Regions from separate parts of the Sus scrofa genome. Here region 1 is linked to region 2. The links are chromatin contacts, called in public HiChIP or PLAC-seq maps. All regions are on one chromosome and are shown on one strand. Each heading gives the region's core, a stretch centred on a gene start, on an enhancer-like site or on the middle of the called end of the contact. The rest is flanking DNA. Distances are from core to core; before and after follow the strand shown.

Region 1 (5,843 bases), core at 3,146-5,645, 120 kb after region 2:
GACTAGTGCTATGTCAATGTCAATTTTCTGGTTGTGATAATGTATATTTTACAAGATGTTACCTTTGAGGTACACTGGGCAAAAGGCACAGAGAATCTCTGTATTATTTCTTACAACTGTATGTGGCTCATAATTATCTCAAAATTAAAAATTTAATGAAAAAATCTAATAGGATTCTTTTCAGGAATGAGAGGATGTTACAAATATGAGTAAATTTAATAATCAACTATTTACTATACTAAAAAGTTCGAAGAAGAAAACATTAAGCATATTAATCAAAAAGCAATTTGATATATGGTATTTCAACACTCTTAGACAAACAACTTAGAAATACAGGAATATTAAGGTAACAATTTAAAAAATGATAAAACATGAGAGTATTCCCATTAAGGCCAGATAGAAATAATTTTTGAAATCATAAAATTCTGGAAAGGAGAAGGAACAATGGGCACATCCTATGACATATCTATGACTTAATCTAATACCTACCATAAACACAGTAAAAGCGCAAGTTATAAAAGACGTGTTTTGGGAATTTCCATCGTGGCTCAGTGGAAATAAATCTCACTAGTAACCATAACAACGCAGGTTTGATCCTTGGCCTCACTTAGTGGGTTAAGGATCTGGTGCTGCTGTGAGCTGTGGTGTAGGTCACAGATGTGGCTTGGATCTTGCGTTGATGTGGCTGTGGTAGGCTGGCAATACAGCTCCAATTCGACCCCTCCATATGCCGCAGGTGCAGCCCAAAAAACGACCAAAAAAAAAAAAAAAAAGACAGTGTTTTGGAATTCTTTTCATCACATTTCCTTACTGTCCTAAAAGCATGTGAAAAAACTATGAATCGCCATTTAGTCAATCAACAGATATTACATGTAAATTGCCTAATTTACAATTATCCACTATGGCTTAGGTACTGTCTTAGGACTTAACAGATACAACAATCATCAATTTAAGACACACTTCTTGCTCTCATAGAGCTTACGTTCTAGCAAGAATGGAATATTAATAATATTTACAATGATGGCATGCATTGAATAGCTATAAATGTAAATTATGTGCCAGGTGGTAAAAGAAAACAAGGTGTCAATCCCTGTCTACCAGAAGAATCTAGAAGACTGAAAGGTAAAAAGTGTTTATAATACAATGCAATCAAGATAAGGGACATACTTGAAATAATTTCTAGACCAAACCTATAAGGTAAGGAAAACCAATATGCAAAAAGTACTGAGTCAGTAAGAGTAAGGGAGGTGAAGATGAAGAGGAAGTCAGAGATGATTCCAGGCAGAAAGCAACATACATAAAGCATCAGAAATAAAAGAGAATAGGGAACTTTTATAAATCAGCAAGTTACTTTAGCAAAATACTCTTGAATATTTTTTTTTGGATTTTTTTCTCACAAAAATTCTTCCTTGCTCGAGGAATTTAGAAAATTTTTGTTTGCTTTAAGTTTATAAAAATGTATCCTTCCACACATTTTTAGGTCATACCTGCCACTTTTCATCGGAAGTCTAAAGAGATAAAAAATAATTTCTGTACTAATCCAATATTGACATCTAAAAATTATATCAGTTTCAATATTTGCTATTATAATTTAAGATACAAAAAGCTCTTTATTTAAGTGAGAAAAAATACACTTGTATTTTCTTTTAACCTATACTCCTATTTACTTATCCTGCAGAATTTTATTATAAAAAAATATATTTGGAGGTTCCCTGGTGGCTCAGTGGGTTAAGGATCAGGCATTGTCATAGGCAATGTCATTGATATGACTCTGGTTGCTACTGGGGCGTGGGTTCCATTCCTGGCCCAGGAACTTCATGCTGAAGGCATGGACAAAAAAAAAAAGTACTGCCTTGATTATCCTATCATGCTGCTCTGCAAAAAAAGTGTATAGAAATTGAAATTGAAATTTTTGTAAATTTCCTTCATAGTAGGTAAGCTCCATGAATACAGCTCCCGTGAGAGAAAGTATGTGAATATGTGTCAAAATTTTCCTTCAGGAAATGAATTTTTGCAATTATTGTAATGTATAATTGATCAAAACAACATGAATATGTATTTTTTAGTCATTAAATACAAAAATAAAAATTTCCTTGGAAATACATTATGGGTTAAATTGCCTTTTTATGAATTAATATGATTTATCCTCAGAATGAACCAGTGTAGAATACTGGTTCTATCCCTACTTTCATTTTTTATGAATTTAACAAAAGAGAAAATTCATTCTCATAAAGAAGCAGATGAGAATGGAAGCGCTGTCACAGCAAATTCACTGAAGTCTTTAAATTCCTTCTGCTTATAAGCTAAACCCATCATCACTTATCATCAATTAATATTTTTAATAATTTTTCTTGGCTGACATTTTAATTAGGTCTGCCTCAAAATTTGTTTTAAGACTAGAAAAGAATCTGTCACCCATCATTAGAGTATTCACTTACCCAGTTCCTGACCATTTTTATTTTTACTGCTGAGCCTTGATGGGAACTCCTCCTGACCACTTTTAAAGTGAAATCCCCTCCTCACTTCCTACCGCCCTACTCTTGGTACTCCCTATTTTTTCCCCTGCTTTATTTTTCTTATAATTTTTTAATATTCTATATAATATACTCATATTATTACTTAATCTCCCCACTTCATAGTAGATAAGTTCCATGAATACAGGAACTGTACAGCCACAGTGCATAGGTAGAATTCAATAAATACAAACTGAATGAATGACTAATGGTCCCTGCTTGAGGTACCTGAAAAACAAGTCTAATGGAAAATGCTGTTAAGATTTGAACAAAATAAGGTATAGCCTTAAGAGTAATTAACTTACGGTCTACAGAAAAGGTGACATTTAAATTAGAACCTTGGAGTTCCCGTCCTGGCGCAGTGGAAACGAATCAGACTAAGAACAATGAGGTTGAGGGTTCGATCCCTGGGCTCACTCAGTGATTCAGTGGGTTAAGGATCCGGCATTGCGATGAGCTGTGGTGTAGGTCTCAGACGTAGCTCAGATCTGGCGCTGTCATGGCTGTGGCGTAGGCCCGCAGCTGCAGCTCCGATTAGACCCCTGGCCTGGGAACCTCCATATGCTGTGGGTACGGCCCTAAAAAGGACAAAAGATACATACATACATACATACATAAGAACCTGAATCATGAAGAGTTCTCCAAGTGGAGAAAAAAGGCAGACAACCCAAGAAAGGGAAGAGAGCAGAGGTTTGAAAGGGCCTTGCATATTTGAGAAATCAAAGCGGGAGACACCTGGCGTATGGCAACGATAACAGTGGACAGTATTTTAGCTAATCTTATAATGTCCACAACAGAGGACACATTATATTGAGCTTCTCAAAGCTAAAAGTCCTTTTCAGAAACTTTATAGTTGTTTGGTCACTTGTTTTATATGCAATTAAGTTAGACTATGTAATATAAAATAAAGTTTACTGGACCTACTATCTTCACTGCAAAGGAAAAAGTATGAACAAACTTAATCTGTGTGTTTCATCAACTGTAGATTATGTGTATTACAGTCAACCAAAGTGAGAATACTGCTACCAAACGTCTCAGCCCCAGGTATTATTCAAAGAAGTTAAAACCAAAGATCCTCATTAGTGGGAAAGAGTAGTCTGGATGCAAAAGGAGGAATGGTCTAACCCAAGTGCTTGTTTTGTAGCAGCTACTCTTCATTATGAATTTGTGAATGGACTTGCATGTTGTCACAATTAATCTGCACTTATTACTATGTTCTCAATCAATTCATCTCCCTTTTGTCCACATCACTACTGTCTTTAGGACACTTACCTATGTTTTAACCCCAACTCAATTACTTAACTACTCAGATTAATTCCAGGATATTCAGGGTATTTTCAGGAAACCCTGGTGGGGGCTGGAGGCTCTCGGACGTCCATACAGAAAGAAAACCTTAAGAGCTCATGAGCCTATGTGATCAGTTTAAAAATATTTAAGCACAAGACTGGAGAGCTGGTGGCCACCGCCGTGCTTTTGAAGTTTTGCCTTTCTGGGGCTTGCGGGGTTCCAGAGAGAATGTGGGGATCCCTGAGGAGGGCGGGGCCCTAGGGATTCCCACAGAAGGTCAGAGGGTCAGAGGTCAAAGCTAGGTCTAAAGCCAGGGGGGCGGGGCCTTGACTTAAGAACCAAGAGGCAGTTTTGTGGGCCCGGGAGGGTAATGAGGGCCGCGGCGACACGGACAGACTCACAGTAATATGCCACCACAGGGTCCCGCTTGTCATGCTCCTGAGCCGTCCTCAGATGATGCTGAATGCTCTTAAACTGCGGAGGCAGCGGGGGCAGCGGAGCAAGCGCGGCCATCTCCACCCCAAGAACCACCACTTCCTACTCGCGCGCCGCCGACACTTCCGCTTCCGTCTTCGGAGGGCGCGCGCAAGCACGGGCACAGCAAGTCCCGCCCATTTCCCTGTTGCTCAGCAACAGCAGGTCAATTACGGGTTCCCAACAGGGACAGCCTCCGCTTGTCTGGCTCGTAGCAGTTTAGTGCCCCGAGGAGGCTGAGCAGCTTCGCGGTTAAGCTGCTTATGGCACCAGCGCTCTCTGCTGGCTGCTGGCAGAAGGGAAAAGAGATTGTTTTATTTTCTTTGTTTCCACCCTCGACCCCCCTTTTGTGTCAGAAGATAGAAAGGGAAAAACAAAAAGAAAATAATGATTGTTAATTGGCAGAAAGGGTAAAGGCGTGAATTGCCTTTGGCATCATTCAGGAATTTTCTCTTCCAGTTCCTCAGGTTGTACTAATAGAGTCCCTAGAAGCCTTTCCAATTTTAGAAACTTTAAATGCAATTCTTGCGTAAGATGAGAGATGATGTGTTTAAAATGTTGAATTACACTTTTTTGTGTTGACACATTGGATAAAATAACCAGCCGCTTTTTTAACTTAAATACTAAACACGTTAAGCTTAAAAAAAAATTGAACTTTTTTTTTCTGAGCTGGTTACCACAAACACTAGTGAATGAATAATTTGTAGGTCGGTAGTTTCTGGAGAGTGATGAACTATTTGCAAAGTCTTTTGACAGTTATTATCTTGTGATTGCACAGATAAGGCGTTCAAATAATAATTCTTGTTCAATGCTGCCGACTCGTACTTTGTAGGTAGGCATCAACTTTTCCCATCACTGTTACCATCAGTGACATCAATTATTTTTCTCTCCTCTCCATCCTATAATTTTTCAGGACTTTACTCTTTATTTACCTCCTCCAATACCCTTCATCTTTATTTATTTTATCTCAGTCCCCAGTTTTGAGAGTTCATCTTAAAACTAATTTTCATGGAAATTGCACCATCTCAAAGAAACAAGATCTCAAGCTCTGAAATTTCCATCTGCCTATTCTCTAATCCACACTCCACCCATCCTATCCCACCCGTGACCTCAGCAGAACCTGCTCCTTGTCCTGTATAACCTCCAGTCCACATCTTTTGTCTATCCATGTTTGCAGACTACATCATCTTATCAGGAGGCTGCCTTTTTTCTTTTTTTTGCAATGAACTGAATTCTGTATTCTCCCCAATTTCAGCAACACATTCATTACCACTTGAGAACGTGTGTACTGTGGACTGAATATTTGTGTCTCCCCAAAATTTGTGTGTTGAAACTGAATGCCAAAGGTGGGGCCCTTGGCATATGGTTAGGTCGTGCACACAGAGCCTTCATGAATGAGATGAATGCCCATATAAAAGGGACCCCACAAGCTAGACTGTCCCTCCACCATTTGCAGATACAGGGAGAAATCAGCAGTCTGCAGCGTGGAGGAGGGTCCCACCAGAACCTGACTGTGCTGGCACCCAAATCTTCACCTTCCAGCTTTCAGAGCTGTGAGGAACAGGTTTC
Region 2 (5,338 bases), core at 796-3,295:
AGTCTTATAGGAGACCATTGGCTGTATCCCAAAATAAATTCTTCCAGGTTATACTTTGTTGATTCCATTGGCATAAAGGAAACTTTAAAACTCACAGGTGTGGAATGACTTCACATGCAGTTTAATAAAAATAAGTGGTTCCTTTCTAATTACACTGCTCACTACCAGGAACAGAGCTGCAAAGTGCTAGACTTCTGGGCACTACCCCTTTTCCTATTTCGAAAATGTGTGCTAGCAGGAGGGAGGTAGCTGCTACAAGGAAGGGGAAGAAAGAGCCTGATGGGCACGTCTTTTCCCAGTTACTAAACTGAAAGAGGAAATTTAAATGGAAACAAATAAGGTTCCAGAAATTGGGGGCGAGGGTGAGGGAGTGAGTATCAATTTCTATAAACTCTTCTATATTAGTGGAAGGGAGTAAAATGTCTGTCAGGGTGTCTGCCCAAGATTAAACAAAACACCAGAGGGAAAATTACATATTACAAGAAAAAGTAACCTCTGAGTTGGCCACAGAAATAAGCTTGGCCCTTTAGAGCACAACCTTCTTTTTTCCATTATAGAAGGCCAGGCGGTGTTCGGTGGCCCTTTCGCGGGGTCGCTCTCAGGCGTCTTACCACTTAGATGACAATTTCATAGAAACAAAACCCATTAGGTTTCTCTAAGCGTTTCATCACCATATAGCCCTCACTTCTACTTCTCTACAAGTCGCTTCACGGATCCTACCACGTAAAATGACATCTTTCTTAATTACTTTTTAATCTACAAAGCACATGGAGAACCTTTTCTGCGCGCTTCTATTTTTTTTTTTTTTAACCATTCAAATAACCCAAAGATCCAAGAATAACTTCTACAGTCAAGGGTGACAATGTGTAAAGTCAACATTTTCTCGGCATACTAGTACCTTCCAAACCCCCAGGTGCTGATCCAGAAGAGCGCTTTCTTGGCAGGGCCAGGGCCCTGGATGGAGCAGCCGCGCCTGTGACTCCTTGTTTAATTTGAATCGAAAACGTTTTCCCCATTCTTGAAGCCCTGCCCTTTTTATTATGCTTTACGCCGCCCAAATGTGAGGTTTACCTCGCTGGAAAAACAGCCAGCCGCACACACATGTCACAGCTCCGTCAGGCAACCCCAGTTCACTAATCAGTGCCTCGAGGGGCGAAGTGAAGACAAACCGGTTTATTCTGTCAATGCGGCTGAAGCCCTTATAAAACCCTTTAAAGGAAGTGGGGGAGGGGGACACAGGTAAAGGTGTGAAGGAATTCTGAGCTGAGAAGGGAAACTTACATGTTGGCATTACTCAGCTGAGGTCCCCAGGAGCCGCACGGTCATTCTTCGCCACCTTCCCCGTCTCTGCTACTCCAAGTTCCCCGATGGAGCCCCTCGGGCGCCCGGGCCGAGCACAGAGGCTGGACCCTCCTTCACGCTCTTTCTGGAGAGTTCATCGGGGCTTCCCGGTAGCGGCTCCTCGCCAGCGCTCCCGACGGCGCAAGGTGGAAGGCCCGCGCTTCCCGAGTTCAAGTGCTGATTAAGGAGGGCAGGAGGCGGGCGGGGCGGCAGGTTCCTCCTCCCAGAGAAGTTGGAGAAAAGTTAGGACGAAAACGTTGAAGAGGTTGGGTCAGCCTCTGAGCTGGTGCTGGGTGTTCCGGGCGCCCCGGGTGCTCCCAGGAGGGTGCGGGTGGGCAGAGGGGACCGATTCGGCAGGTCCTCGGCTCCGCCGGCGCGCGGCGGCACGTGGTCACCCCTTTGTGGCTCTCGTGCCCCCGCGAGCTCGCGCTGCTCTCGGGGCAGATCCACCCCGCCCGCGCTTCCGGCGCCGAGGCTCAGCGGGAGCTGGGGGCTCAGGTGCGGCTGCCCCAGCGGCTCGCTGTCTCTGGCCTGGCCCGCGCGGCCCTGGGGCGGCCCCAGCTTCGGCGCTCCGCTGCGGGGGCTGTCCCGCAGGCGCAGCCACCCCACCCAGGATCCCGCCTGGGAGCAGAAGGGAGAAGCCTCGCTGCGGGGCAGAAGAGGCACTCCCGGGACTGCGAGGGGCAACTTGCCGGGACCCGGGGTGGGGTGGGGTGGGTTGTAGATTGGCGCTGGGCCGGGCCCAGCTGCCAGGCGTGGGAGGGGGCGGGGCAGACCCGGAGGTCACCTGATAGCCTGGCGCCCTGAATCCATGAGGACCTCTCCTCCGCCACCCGCCTCAAGAAACAAGCAGCTTGGAACGGCAGTGGCGATGTGGGCATCTCCCTGCCCGCTTGCCAGCCGGGGTGCCGCGCTGCCACTCCACCGGCGTCTGCGCGGGACCCCTCTGCCAAGTTCCCGAGCCACTGACTTGCTTTTCCTTTACTTTTCTGTCCCTTTCTTTTCTTCTCTTTCCTCTTGTCTCATCTCTTCTCTTCCTTCTTTTTTTTTTTTTTTTTTTTTTTTTTTCCTTTTTTTTTTTTTTTTTCCCCTGTCTTTTGCGGCACATGGAGGTTCCCAGGCCTACGCTACAGCCATATAGCAACGCGGGGTTCCGAGCCGCATCTGCGACCTACACTACAGCTCACAGCAACGCCGGATCCTTAACTCACTGAGCGAGCCTCATGGTTACTAGTGGTATTCGTTAACCACTGTCACAACAGGAACTCCCTCTCTCTTCTTTTATTCCTTTTCTTTCTAGTAATCAGTGTCAGTTTGTCTTCAGAGGACACTCAGCCCCCCGTACATCCCCACATCTCTTGGTCTTTGCTGGGACAGAGGAATTGAGTGCCTCTCAACGAACGCACCTGTCTCCAACCAAGGATGAAGACCAGCCTTAAGAAGAAGCTGAGCTGGCGGCAGTGGCAATATACCTATGCCCAGCACAGAAGCACATCCACTACCTTCTCCTACTGAGTTGTTGATACTTGTTGTTCCATCCTTTTGGCTTAGAACGTTGTCTTTTGTTGAAATGCATCTAAATACCTCAGGGAGTGGTAACACTAAAGCTTTGCCATTGCCTTAGTTTGGATTGTTCAGATCCCTTCTGGAAAGATGTATTTCTGCTATGATATGAGATGGAAACAGTTTGAGAGATGTGAGAGTGGGTGCAGAGAGATTCAGTGAAAGCCAAAACTTGGCGGGGCTAGGACAAACTTCACCAGTTACCTGGGACCCTCCTCCTTGAACCCTCTTCTGTGGCTTCACTGTGACTCAGGGATAGGTCTAGATAAATCCTGCCTCCTTTTAAAATCTACATCATTTTAAAAAAAGAAAAAAGTGAGGGAATAATAACATGAGGCCCAGAAGATATTCACATAACATTCAGCAGGATTGATTTGCAAATGCAAATCCAGTTACTCAATGGGGAAAGTCCACTGCCTGGACTCCAATGTTCCTATAAAGTAGCTGCTTGGCAAAGGGAGCTGGACACACCTCCTTGGAAATGAGAAGAGGAAAAAAAAAACTCACACTGTCGAAGACGGTCCCTCCCCTTGGGTAGCGCCAGAGTTAATCCATGAAAATGTTGGAGGCAAAACTTTGAATGCCAGTGCTGTGTACACATCCAAAGCCAGAGGAGCCCAGTTTGAAGTGTGAGCCTGCACACACATGCATCCACACACAGGTAACACACAAAAGTACAAAAAATGTATATTGATTGGCTAGTGATAGAGAACTGTTGGGATGAGGAGAAAAAAAAAAAAGGTAAAGCAGCACTTGAACAGAGACAGCTATCAGTTCAAAGGAAGCTGGAACACTGCCAGCAAATCCAAAGGCCTGAAAACCTAGGGTGTGTTCTGGTGATTTTTATCAGTATTTATTTTGATAAATAAACAGTATGATTAACAGAGACATTGAATTGTAGCACTTAAGGAAAACTAAAGTTCCAGTGTCCAGGCCTTTCATATTACAGACAGGGAAATGAGACACAGAGATGTGAGAGTTGCATAAACTAGCTAGAAGTGACCAGGAGCTAGGACGTAGGTCTTGCAATTCAAATCAGTCTCTATTACGAGACACTGTCTCAAGGGAATTTGAGTTCCATTCATAGAATATTATTAAAGCAAAAACATTTATTATTTCACAGTTCTCAGGTTCAGGGACCTGAGTACACTTGAGTCAGTGTCTCTCATGAGAGCTGGAATGAAGGTGTTGGCTAAGGCTGTGGTCCTATCTGAAGGCTCAACTGGGGAAGGATCTGATTCCAAGCTTACATATGTAGCTATTCCACTCCTAGAATTCTAAAGCTCAAAGAAATCAGGAAACATAAGGGAAAACAAAGAAATAAAAATAACCAGGAGTTTCTGTCGTGGCTCAGCAGTTAATGAACCCAGCTAGTATCCATGAGGATGGGAGTTTCATCCCTGGCCTCGCTCAGTGTGTTAAGGATCTGGCATTGGCCATGAGCTGTGGTGTAGGTTACAGACTCAGCTCAGATCTGGCATCGCTGTGGCTGTGGCATAGGCCAGCAGCTGCAGCTCTGATTTGATCCCTAGCCTGGGAGCTTCCATATGCCACGGGTGCGGCCCTAAAAAGACATAAATAAATAAATAAATAAATAAATAAATAAAACCAGACTTAGCAGAGTTTTCTAAAGAAACAGAAACTACAGGATGGGCACATCAAGGACCCTTTAGGTACTCATGGCCACATGAAGTGCAGTGCTGATGGAAAGCTATAATCTCAGGACACAGTACTGATGAACCTCTACAAAGGAGTTTTCCCCAAATGGACTTATGATCCATGTACCAGAAACAGTACCTTGGGTGAAAAATGAGATTTCTTCAACAGTAGCGGGGGGGGGGGGGGGCGGGCAGGGAGAAAGAAACAGCAGGCTATATATATGAATATATACAGAGAGATTGAAGAAATTGGCTTACATGACTATGAGGTACAAGTCCTAAATCTACAGGATAGGTCAGCAGTCTGAAGACCTAGGGAAGAGTTGCAGTCAAGTTCAAAGGCAGTCTGCTGGCAGAATTCCTTGTTGGAAGAGATCAGTCTTAGTTCTACTCAGGCCGTCAACTGATTGGATGAGACCTACCTACGTTATGGAGAGCAACAGGCTTTACTCAAAGCCCACTGATTTAAATGGTAATCTCAACTAAAACACACCTTCACAGAGATACCCAGAATGATATTTGAACAAATATCTGAACATCAAGGCCCAGGCAAGTGAGCAGATAAATTTAGCCATCATGGTAACAGAAAAAAATGTACATCTAGAAGATAGGAGTAGTATACTTAATGTCCTATTATATGTTAAATGTTCATAAACTTATGTACTAATATTTCTATATTTCAAGAAGCCAGTACTTGTCTTTGGTCAATATCTTAGTAAAATCTGTATATTTTGATATTTCTGTCTTCAAACAAAGGATTTTTTTTTCTTTTTCTT

Evidence for each region. HiChIP or PLAC-seq counts read pairs in DNA pulled down with a chosen protein or histone mark.
Region 1: an H3K27ac HiChIP or PLAC-seq map of alveolar macrophages shows a contact between it and region 2. The contact joins the promoter of VTA1 here to the promoter of ADGRG6 in region 2. A contact is called at or near these places in 1 of 5 promoter capture datasets (liver), 5 of 47 Hi-C or Micro-C datasets (embryonic fibroblasts, fibroblasts, liver and 1 more) and 1 of 2 datasets of contacts at active chromatin or transcription factors (alveolar macrophages).

The regions. Positions count from the first base shown.
Region 1 is chr1:22,919,466-22,925,308 of Sscrofa11.1, forward strand. It overlaps VTA1 (vacuolar protein sorting-associated protein VTA1 homolog), which reads right to left and starts at 4,396. Exons shown (of 8, transcript XM_021087275.1): 1 at 4,202-4,396. The coding sequence starts at 4,313.
Region 2 is chr1:22,800,121-22,805,458 of Sscrofa11.1, forward strand. It overlaps ADGRG6 (adhesion G-protein coupled receptor G6), which reads right to left and starts at 2,046. Exons shown (of 26, transcript XM_021087195.1): 1 at 1,282-2,046.